2 separate regions of the Hordeum vulgare genome follow, and region 1 is linked to region 2. A link is a contact called in public Hi-C data. All regions are on one chromosome and are shown on one strand. Each heading gives the region's core, a stretch centred on a gene start, on an enhancer-like site or on the middle of the called end of the contact. The rest is flanking DNA. Distances are from core to core; before and after follow the strand shown. Region 1 holds the start of LOC123425863 (phospholipase A I). Region 2 has its middle 6.0 kb from the start of LOC123425861.

Region 1 (5,977 bases), core at 2,635-5,134, 190 kb after region 2:
GAACCTGATAGTTCCGAAATATATATGGTTGGGCAGGCATGGCGCTGACTAAAGTTGATACAGCAAAAACCTTTGGAATGCCTTTCACAGAAGACTCTATTAGAAGGTCACCCTCATCATCAGCACACATTTCCTTTAGTAACCTCTCGAATTGATCTGCACTGTGCTGTAATTAAAATCTCTTAGTCACTACCTCACCACAATGCAGAACATGAAACGCCACAAAGAAGTTCAATTGTTCATTTATACCTTCGACCCATGAACAACCACTCTAAAACTCTGTGATGAACTTTTGAAAAGTTGATCAAGTTTCTCCTTCCATGTAGCAGATTCATCCTTAGGGACAGGTTCCGCAAATACAAGTTTACCTAAAAAAACAGCAGTTTAATTGACAGCACATTGGTATTAATATAATTTAAGAAGTAATGAAACACGAAGAACCAAAAAACATTCACCAAGTTTTGTATATATCTCTTCACACTGATCCAAACTCATCTGCTTGATTCCAAGAGCCATTGCAAGCATGCCACCTGTTGATGTACCACATATGAGGTCAAACATTTCATGTATGCGCTTCCCAGTTCCTTGCTCTATTTGTTTTAGCATTTGGACAGTTGCAAGGCCCTTCATGCCACCACCATCCATCGAAAGAATGCGCAGACCCTTCTTTGCAACTGGCCTCCCTCTTATTGCCCGACGCAAGTTCTCGTTCTCCCCTAAAGAGATCAACAAACACATCAACACATGTTATGGTTACTGACTGATCACAAAAAAAACAAATCAATCAGAACCCAAAAAAATATACCTAGAATTGCGAGGGCACGAGCAGCTGCCTTGCTGACACGCTTCTCTTGTGAAAAAGTAGAGCGAATTAAGAGGTCACGTAAGCTCTCAGAGTGAATGAGGGTGCGACGAGTCTCCAAGCAGAAAGCCAAATTGCCAACTGCAAATAGAGATAAGCGTTGCACCTAACAAAAGGAAGCAAATAACGGTGAGCCCCCAGTGGTTACCCAAACAACATATCAACCATCAACCAGAGTCTAAATCCAGATCATCTTGCCTCAGAGTTCTTGTGTGCACAAAGTGCTTTCAGTGACTTGAGCACATCTTTTCTCAACATCTTTTGAGCAACATGATCAGAAACAAAAGTTAACGTGACCACAACTTGCAATACTGATATTAATTCTTCATCATCAAATGATTTTAGTACAGCTTCTATAGGCTTCATAATATCACACTTAATCAGCTGCATTGCTGATGAAATATCTGATGCTAGTGACGAAAGAGCAAGGCATGCTTGCTCAACCTGAAAAAGTGATTGATAATTATTGAAATAATAAATAAATGTGGTATGCTTGAAATATACAACTATTTTCACAAAATTCGGCAAATATATGGATGTTCAGGGTTGAGTAGGTACCACGTGACGGTTATCACTGCTTATCATGCTGATAAGCTGCCTGACAGCATTTTCTTCTTTGCTAATGGCAACTTGATTGCTACGATCTTCCATTATTTTGGCCAACGCAGAGGCCAGCAAAGGGTGGTGACAGGAAGAGAACCGGAAAACAAGCGAAAAGAAGGCACTAAGTTTGTGCCTGGCCGCAATGAAGTAGGAATAGTTCTCAGTCTGGAAACAAAACCCAAAGGCAAACTTGTCAATAAAAAAGTTGCAAGTAATGAGATGACCTAGCTAGCAGAATGATAGAATTCCAAGATAGTTTATGTACCTCTATTTCCACAGTGACAGACTTAAGACTTTCAAGTGCATCAATTCTAATATTTGCAAGTGTGAGATGCCTAAGGTTATGCAAAGGCAAAATTTCTGGAAGAAACTCTAGGGGATTTCCGAACAAGCGCAATACGCGGAGCTTAGGCACTGACCTGCGGGAAATCGAGAATGAATTGTGAGGAAAATAGCACAAATTAATAAAAGCTACAGGAAAAAAACCTCTATAAATAATATTTAATAACCTGAAATCCAATAATGGGCGGACAAGCTTGTTGTGTTCTAGTGATAATTCCTCCAGCAAAACACATTGCCGCAGTTCTACTGCTTGGTAAAGGAGGGGAGAAAGCTTAGATCATTGCAAGGACAGTTGATATGCATAACCTTCAATGACAATAAGTCTTGAGGTACTACAAAGCTGTAAACACTAATTTTAGAGATATTAATGAATTGAAGGTGTGCTCACTAACCAGGGACAGAAACTAGCATGTTGTTGTCAACTGTAAGCACTTTCAAGTTCTTCAAGTCTCCAACTTCAGGTGGCAAAACTGACAATTTATTGTTGTCAATATATAGCTTCTCAAGAAACGAAAGGCGAGTTAGTTCAACCGGAAGCACCTGCCAAGTTTTTGCATAGCATTTCATGGTTAGAGTTGCCTTTGGACGCCAATCAGTCCCAAGTTTCATAGCCACAAATACAGCCAGCAAAAATATAACAAATAGTATTTCAAAATTGAGAAGCACGTAATAAGTCTCAGTCGACAACACTAGTGAAACTGTTAATAACGCATTAAAGGCCCTAAGGGGACGTAAGCTCAGGATTAGTAACATAATTGGCACGTTAACTATAAGATTTCACTCATTAGACAAAAAAGTCCAGAAGCTATCCTACTGCAAATGTTAGGTTTGATTGTTCAATTCTGAATGCACAGAACAGGCATCTTCCTACAAAACGATCAGCATTAAGCATCACACAGACAGCTAGATCAAACATGATTCCATACCACCAGTCATTACACAACACCGGGTGCTGAATTTCACACTGGAAAAGCACAAGAACAGCAGGGTTTTTTCCAGTAAAAGCTAACAGCCGCATATGACCAAGAAATGTTCACACGCCGTCACCATGCTGCATGTGTCCACCACAAAGCACAGTAACATGGCGCCAAGCTATACACCCGGTGCCCGAGGTTAAACCTGATCATAATCTCTACAACCAAAAGCAGACCAGTGCAGAGCAAGCATCCAAACACGGCGCCAAGGTGAGCTTGTACACAAATCCCAAACCCATGAATCCATGATGGCACTTCCCGTATCTACATTAATCGTGCGCGCATGGAAAACGACAAGGAATTCGAATGTGTGGGAGTGGGAGATGAATGAATGGACGATGGACTGACCATGAGGCCGCAGTTGCAGAGGCTGAGCACCGCGACGGAGCGCCAGTGGTCGGCGAGCACGGGCACCCCTGCGGCGACGGCTCCATCAGCAGCCGGTGCAGGCGCGAGGTTGGATCTGATGAGCCGTGCGAGGACAACGGCGCCGTCGCCGGTGCTCTGCGTGGACCCCATCGCCCGCGCGACCCGCACGGAGCGCAGCGCCTCCCGTCTCCTGACGACCCGCATCTCCACCCCCACCTCGTCCCCGTCGTCGGCGGGCTTGAGATCGACGCAGACGACGTCGTGGGGCGGGGGCAGCGCGACCATGAGCTGGGACTGGAGGCGCAGCGCGACCTGGTCCTCGTCGTCGCTGGTGGACCAGTCGAGCTCGATGCGGAAGCCGAGGTCGCCGTTCATGGTGGCGACAGGCGAGGAGGAGGCGGTGGGCGACGCGGCGGTGGGGGACTGCGGGGGCGGGGCCGGGGGCGAGGAGGGGTCCTGATCGGGCTCGTCGGCGAAGTCGCCGTAGTCGAGGGTGAGGTGGAAGATCTCGGAGCTGCGCTTCCAGCCCAGGCCCCAGGACGACATGGCGGGCGCCGCCGCATCAAATGGCGGGCGCTAGGGTTCGAATCAGGCCGGCAGGAAGCGCGGGGGGGATTGGGAGGAAGTGGTGTGAGGAGGAAGACGAGCGCAGATCAGAGAAGGGAAGGAAGGGAGCGCAGTGTGGGCGTTGCGCGTCTCGGTTCGTTTGGTTTGGCCCTGCGGAATTTTCCGCGTCATTTCTTTGCGTCCCTTTTCTGTTTGGGGTTTTACCTTACCTTCCAAACTCTGCTACCGACACTCTACGGTCCACAGGACAGCGTTTCCTACCCGAAATTAACGAAACCCCCAACTCAACATATAGCTTTTCTTTTACTAGCAAAAGGACGGAACGGAATTTTTTTCGTAATTTTGGATCGAACCCAAGTCTCCCGGACAGGATAGATACGGCGTTGCCAACAGGCTGGCTAGTGCCCTTGTGTAGTCTAATGGCATAAAGGTTGATGAACCAGAAGCTAGCGGCGACGATTTAAGGAAAAAACCGAATCGTTTTCCACTTATTAATGGCATTGGTGGGTAATTTTCATCAACTTTAGGGCAATGTTAATGACGAACGACAGAAGCACTAATTGCTTTATTAGTAGGTAAAGATTTATTTTTTGATTGATGAGGCAAACCCAACCCAACTCAAGGGTTTCGTTATTTCTTCTTTTTTTGCGGGTGACAGGGTTCCATTATTTCCTCTAGCAGTTACGCTAGAGTTTCAGCATTTTTTGTGATGACGACGCTAGAGTTTCAAACCTACCGCCTGGATCTATTATTAGGGCACCCGCTTCCCTCTGTCCATTGGAGGGTTTGCATGACGGAAGAAACCATGACATCGCCGGTGATGGAGAACGCATCCGGCATGGTGAGTGGAGTCGAAAGAGGGAAGGATGATGTGTCGCCGCTCACGGCCCATGCACATGGTGTTGTTGATGATGCAGATAGCAATCATGCCCTAAGGAGTAACCTCGAGGATTAGTTTGTTGGATGGAATCTGCATGAAAAAAAGAGGAGGAGTTAGATCTGTCTGGTGAGATTGATGAACTCATGGTTGGAGTTTGATGGATAGGCATCTTTAGGGTTCATGCAACCAAACCTTTCAGCCATGTTGGTCTAAATCCCTCCGCAATGCATTGAGATCGTGGACAAAAAATTGTTTCTTGCTCGGTTCATATGTGTTGGTGATTGGAATTGTGTCATGAATGGTGGACCGTGGAAATTCATGGATTATGTTGTTGTAATCAAGGAGTATGATGGTTACATGACTACAAACTTAACTGAATCGCTCTCTCGCCTAGGATTTATGGGTGGTCATGAAGACTTAACGAAGAAGAAAGAACTTGCTGAAAAACCCACAAAAAAGGTCGGAAAAGCTCCTTTGAAGGTGGTCGTTAATGGTGGCAGAATTGTCACCACCAAGTACCTCTGGGCGCGACTGTTTGTGAAGTTGGATTTATCTCTCGTTTGTTTTGTCCCAATTACTCTAAAGGGGAGCAAAAAGTACCCGGTGAAGTGTGAAAAACTACCCGATTTATGCTACTTGTGCGGACTAATTGGTCGCGTCATGCCTGAATGTGGGGATAGGCTACACCCCTAGAAACATACGATTGGGGAGACTGGTTGCTGGTTAACTTTGATAGGATGGAATTTACTAGCCAGGTAGACCGTGGCAGAGGACAAGGGAGGCTATTTGGTGGTAGAGGATCGGGCTTTGGCAAAGGTCGTGATTTTGTTCCTAGTGATCTGAATAATGCAGAAAAGAGTGATGTTGAACTTGGCCCTGGCCAAGGACATATGGTTCCTCATGCTAGAAAACAACTTGGGGGTGCAGGTGGTATAGCTACAGAGTTGTCGACCCCGAGACATCAACCCCTAGAATTGTTGATGACCGTGTACTACGACTAGAAGGGCAGCAGGCATAGATTAGATAAAAGCACAATGAGTACACCACAGAAAATTCAAGATCTTAAAAGACATAGGACTGCTACAGAGCTGGGGGGTGGGAGTTCAAATGTGGATGTCAGCATGATATCGGCTACCCTGGTGGTGGGTCGCCCGGAGCAATGAAGCTTATTAATTGGAACTATCGGGGACTCATTGGAGCCCCGACAGTTCGCTCGCTTCTGGACTTCTAGAGGCAGCATGAACTGGATGCGTTCTTTTTGTCCGAGACACATTTGGATGATGAAAGGGCACAAGTTCTGATGAAAAAACTATGCATGGATCATATGCTAATTGCTCCTAGCGTGGATGGGAGAAAGGATGGATTGCTCATGGTATGGAA
Region 2 (6,354 bases), core at 1,301-3,800:
TAATTTTTATAATACTATGGAATGCGTACATATTTGTACGTAAAAAAGAGTATGATAAAAATATGGTACATACTACCTAAAAGTAGTATATATATATTATCTAAATATTTTTATATACTACATACTACGCATACATATTCTCCGATATAATAGATACTACCTATAACATATCAAACAAAAGTGAGAGTAACTACACCGATCATACGAAATATTTGTTATATATATATATATATATATATATATATAGGACGACCGTTTGGGGCTCCTAGGTGCCCAGGCTCCTTGCATTTGCACCATTTAATTGCATTTAGATGTGTGTTACAAAGGGTAATGAATTAATCCATCACTAATTAGCAATTTTGAAACAATTATGAGACATAAATGAATGTTATTAAGCATGGTCTAGCACGTCATGCATGGAAATATATTTTAAAAAAGAAAAGTACTACACATTATGTATATGGACATTTATTTCATACAGGTATGAATTAGGTATGTATGAATTCATTTTTTAAGTATGTGCCCGTTTGATTTTTATATGTATATACTTAGAATATTTACTATATATGCACTAGATTTTTTCTACGTATATACCCAAAATACTTAGAACATATCGATTAGATTATGTATGTGCAGATTCATTTATTTAATACACACGCATTACATTGTTGACTACGTATATAGCAAAATATTTCGTATGTATGCATTACATTTTTTGTGTATCTATATACCCAGAATATTTAGTACATCCCATTCGACAGGGTCGGTCCTGAGATTTTGGGGGCCCGGAGCGAAACTAAAATTTAGGGCCCCTAAGTATAAATAAATAGTGCAGATTCCGTGGGAGATGAATTATGATCATGATCACTCACATTGTTATCGTCCGCGTCGATGTCAACATTGTCTTCTGTATGGATATCATCTTCTAGATTCACATTACTTGGTTCTTCCACAAAAACTAACGCCAACTCGTCTGGATTTTTTGAAGTGGTTGGGTTACTCGCCAAAAACTTACGAAGAAATCCTCTTTGTGAATCTACCAATTTTTAATCTCCTTTCCACTTTTTTCTTTTGACAGCACCTGATTCAGGCTTCATTACTACTCCCTCTGTTTCATTAATATAAGACATTTTAGAGATTTTACTATAGACTAGATATGGAGCAAAATGAGTGAATCTACATCCTAAAATATGACTACATACATCCGTATGTAGTTCATAGTGGAATATCTAAAAGGTCTTATATTTAAGAATGAAGGGAGTAATTCTGAAAATAAATAAATCTGAATCAAAAATAGGGCATTAACTACCCAAAGATTTAAAAGGAATCACTAGAAGTAATTGCAGGTCCAGATCCATCAGGCATCAGTAAATTGCAAACTAGAACGAGAACTGATCTACGAATCAAACTAGAACGAGATCCTCAGGAGAAGTGGAGAACAGATAGACTGACGGACATTACGGAAGAAGCAACCGGCGAGGGCCCTTCCGCGTGCCGGCGTGCGTGCCTGCGTGGCAATGAAGCCGACGTCCAGGGCCTGCCCGCAGCCCGCGTCGTAGTCTCGTACTCCTACAGATGAGAGTCGCGGCGTGCAGGGAGACGAGAGACAGGCATGACGAGAGACTTTACAATACCTAGTACATGCCTGATCTAGTATACATATTATATATGCAGCGGGCCCCCAACAATTTTGGGCCCCGTGCGGCCGCCCCCGCGGAAACCCCCCCCCCCCCCCCCCCCAGGGCCGGCCCTGCCATTCGATTACGTATGTATGGATTCACTTATTTAGTATGTATAGATTTTTTTTTGTGTCTATATATACCTAGAGTACACAATATTCTTGTTGTAAGTGCATACTCGTCGTATTTACATACCTCGGCATAAAATTTATGAGTATATACCCCTAGACAATAAATACATAATATCGTGTGTATACATGTATTTTTAGGTATATCTTCAGTATCATTTGTGGGTATGTCTCAAAAGAATATACGTCTATTAAAAAGAGTGTATTTTTTTTGGGTACGAACCATCCAAAGTATATAGTTTTGTATATATTTCCAAAGCATGTGTGCATTAAAAAATTGTATGCCGGCATGCAATCTTAGGACCTTGTATGTATGAAAATAATCATGTGTGGGTATTGGCATGCAATATACATTTCTAATAAAACTAAAAAAATCATGAGTGGATATATGGACGTACAAAAAAATCATGCATGGGCATACATACGTAGGAAAAAATCATGCGTATGTACGTAATTTCTTTAGTAAGTATTAGATACCCCTATTATATCGTTAGTAAACAAAAATACATGTATTTAGATACCCAACAATTCAGGAAAAAAAATCAAAAATTAATACAATTTATTGTATGGCAAGTCTTGCATGCCTAATCCTTAAAACATAAATAAAATATAAGTATGGAAAGTCTTGCATGAAGAATAGTTAGGAAACAAATCAAACATTCATTGTACAGCGAAGGATCAGGGTCACTGAAAGGTGGGGCCTGTCTGTTAGTGTCTGGTTCGGTCGATCCAATCAGGCTAGAGGTGGTCACTTGACGAGAGAAGGGCTCGAGCTCTCTTGACACAATCCTGGCGTCCATTCGGACCCACCAGTCAGCGGCTCAAACTATAGTGAAGCAACGCAGGGTGCCGGCGAGGAACAGAGATGGCGGTGGAGGCACCGGAGCTTCTCTGGTGACCCAACCACGCGGCGGATGGGTGCAATCGATTCGCAAAGAAAGTCCGTGCTCACACATGCAGCATACGACACCGAACGACAATGGGAACACGCCGGTGACGAGGTACAGAGGCGGCAACAGCAAGCTCGAATACGAAGCTACAATGAGCAAAACTTTCAGTTGACGACAGAAATGGACCCTACGCTCGACTGTGACCATATACGCATGCACACGCACGGCTTACTAGGTCGTAGCACTCGCTGGAGCTGAGGTCCAACAACGACGGGCTCGTGCTCTCATGGCAAACGGCCGAACGGGGCTACACAGAGCAATCAGGGCTTGTTTGGTTAATCCCTCCCACAAGGGGATTGAAGTAGATTGAAGTGGATTAAGGTGAATTTTGACTTGTAGGGGATTTAATCTCTTTCAATCCCCTCCAAACTCCTTTAAATTTTGAGAAACCAAGCAAAGCCTCAGAGAAATTGTAGGAGGGGATCGGCGAGGATGCTCGCCGCGAACACGTTGATGGCCTTAGCTTACCGGGAGGAGGTCAGAAACAAGCACGACAACGGTCACACACCTATGGGTGGCCGGAGTTGATTAAGGGGAATAATTTGGAGGTCCTTGACGTCCCACGGTGCGGAAGTGGATGTAGATGACGTAATCGATGTCAGAGAAGAAGACGGACATCGCGTGGTCGAGGACGGTGAACATTGGTTACGCGGGCGCCATCGCGAAGCTATGTGTCGTGTTGAGGAAGTGGTTGCTACGAGAGGGGTTAAATAGGGGCTAGGGCGAGCCGGGCGATCTCACACGCTCTCGGGCTCGCCATGTGTGCGGCGAGGTGAGAGGTGGACAAAAAGGTGGGTGCGGGTCGCTTTGGTGGCGAGGCTTACAGGTGGGGTCGGCTAGTCCACATGGAGCGTACGGGCTGAGGGGCGAGCGAGCGAGCAGGTGAGAAACGTTGGCACGCGTGCGAGGCACGCTAGATTGCGCTGCTGGGCTGCACTTGTAGCCTCCTCTCTCTATGTGTGAATTTTCTTTTCCATTTGATTAAAACAGAAACTTGTAGAAAACTCCAGAGAAAAATGAGAGGGTTTTTTGAATGAAACACAATGGTTTTGGACTCACCAAATTATGCTCTATTTAATAGGATTAGTTTGGATATTTTTAGAGATAGAAAAATAAATCAAGTTTGAATTAAATTCAAACTTGAGGTATTTCTGAACCCAAACAAATCTATATGAAACAGCTGAAATTTGGAGGTGGGATTGAGGAAAATATTTTAGGAGTTTTCAGAAAAATAGGGAACAATAAAATAAGTCAAGGTGGCACACTTTGCAAAATAAGAAGGAAATAGGAAGAAGTAAGGGGTTTTGTTTGGAATTGATTTGAGTTAATTCAAGGAAGGTCATGCCACCAAGTTGCAAGGCTCATCACAACAACACACTCACACTCAAACATATCATGATGCAAAAAAATGAAATGGATGTCATGATGCCATGATGCACAAATGGATGTCATCAAGCAAAACTTTATTACTCAAGTCAATTGATGGCATGGCATACAAGCTTGAACTCATGGAAATGGTTACAAGATTGGAAATTTACACTTGGGTTGTTATAGGAGCATTGGCCCGGTTTGTTGACTAATTATCCAGGGGTTAATTACTCCCTATGCAAGTTATTAGTTAGGTAAATGTAATACCAAAGTTGGACCTTGTCGGAAGATATTTAATCAAAGACGAATTACCAAGGGGGCCCCATAATAATCCCGAGCATGTTAGGAGCGCTCAATATGGAACATAATACCGATAATCGGAAACTAAGGCGACAATGGTGAAACAAAACACGAGGCAAAAGGTCGAGCCTTCCACCCTTCACCAAGTGTATAGAGGCATTAATTTAAATAGCAAGAATAATGGGATATCCCAAGATATCCATGTCCCAACATGGAACAAACTGTACGTGGAACTAGCAACAATATAAGAGGGGTTGAGCAAGCGGTAACATAGCCAAACAACAATTTGCTAGGGTGTGGAGGGTTAGAGGCTTATCATGGCATTTTGGGAGGCTTAGCAAATAAGTAGTAGGCAGTGAGACACAGCGATAGATACGAGACAACTAGCGTGACAATGATAGTAGTGATATCCAAGGTAATTGTCATCTTGCCTCAAATCCCGCTTGAAGAAGAACGAACCATGAAGTAGTCGAGCAAACATAGTCAAACAAATCCTCAGACTGTGAAACACTTTGGAAACTCTAGCGAGGAGAAGCAAATCCAAAAACAAACAAATGACACAGTAAACACCACAACATATTCATGACATGATGCGCAAACAAATATGATGCATGTCCATTTAATTATGCATGGCATGGCAAGCAAACCAATCAAGTACTACCCATTAATTGAGGCTCAATATGCAACGAGTTGCATATTGACGAAACTCAACATTTTGAATTGTTTTGTTCACTCTCGCTTATTTACTCAACAAGTTTAACTATTATTAAACATGGCAATGGTGAAGCATGAACAAACTATATTATCTAGGCATTTTAAATGAGGTCGAATACAACATATGGTATTTTCGAAACGACCCCATGTGCATATTAAGAATTTGGTCCTATTTTGCCTAAACATATTTTATATTTGTCAAACAGGAAAACAAAATGCACCATGTTATTCTGCATGTTTTTCAAAGCAAGTTACATATATAGTTCATTTGAGTCGAAGTTACGGTTATTAAGTTACGAAATAAACCGTTTTAATAGGTCATTAATGCAAACAACAAGTTTAAACATTTTTAACATGGATGAAAGTTGCATATTATTAATATTCACAAAAAATTAGTCAAGTTTCATATTAAAGTGTTTCAATCTGACATATGGTTAAAGAGTTATTTATGCAATAGGTGTTTTTCTGTAAAACTGTAATTCCTCGGATAATTAGGAAATTTGCAGCACGAAAAAAACTATGCGGGACGAATCTGATGAGCTAATTGGTTGAATAGATTGGGCACGGGATACAATATAATGAATGTGGGCGGTCGACGCGAGATGGCTCACCAGAGTGGCCTCGGGCCGAATCTAGCTGGCCGTGTGATGACGAGTTGATGGATATACTTCTCGCCCCTCGTTGGTTACCCCAAATGGAAGGTAGAGATGTAGTCAGCAGCAGATTTCCCTTACACGGGGATTGTAAGGTTTATCGAACCAGGAGGACTCCAAGGATCAACAAGTAGGTGTCCGCTGCTCTGGCCCTAGCAGAATACGTGGACCTGCACACACAACAAATAACTTTCCTCCCAACGAGTTCAGAGAGGTTGTCAATCTCTCCTGCCTTGTAGTTTGCATAGGATCAAAACACAAGCGGAATAGTGATAGTGATTGCAACGGAAAAGTAAATAAAAGCAGTAAATGGTGGAGGTGTAAACAATGGTGGTAATATGGACCAGAGTCCCATGATGTTCACTAGTGATGTCTCTCTCCCAAAAGACGATAAACAACTATGTTGGGTAAAAAATTTATAGCTAGGCAATTGACAGAATTATAAACGCACCGCAATGCTAATCATGCTACTAGAAAGTTAGAGGCTCAAAAGTAATGGGCAGTACGCCAAGACAAGTAGACCGTTTATCCATCAACATCTACTCTCTAATCATCCACCTTG

What was found. Hi-C and Micro-C count contacts between places; a contact is called where the count stands out from the background.
Region 1: a Hi-C map of leaf shows a contact between it and region 2, with 3 times the contacts expected there. The contact joins the promoter of LOC123425863 here to the enhancer-like site in region 2. A contact is called at or near these places in 2 of 6 Hi-C or Micro-C datasets (leaf and seedling).

Annotation. Positions count from the first base shown.
Region 1 is chr2H:205,585,138-205,591,114 of MorexV3_pseudomolecules_assembly, forward strand. It overlaps LOC123425863 (phospholipase A I), which reads right to left and starts at 3,885. Exons shown (of 18, transcript XM_045109607.1): 1 at 3,130-3,885; 2 at 2,200-2,347; 3 at 1,975-2,053; 4 at 1,731-1,884; 5 at 1,421-1,630; 6 at 1,061-1,306; 7 at 806-968; 8 at 456-716; 9 at 250-368; 10 at 5-166. The coding sequence starts at 3,696.
Region 2 is chr2H:205,392,306-205,398,659 of MorexV3_pseudomolecules_assembly, forward strand. No RefSeq gene overlaps it. Among protein-coding and RNA genes, the nearest start is that of LOC123425861, 6.0 kb to the left of the region's middle. Within about 2 kb of position 2,551, at least 2 of the 3 cell types and tissues checked have open chromatin away from gene starts, as enhancers often do. A contact at or near this core is called in leaf, where this site is marked.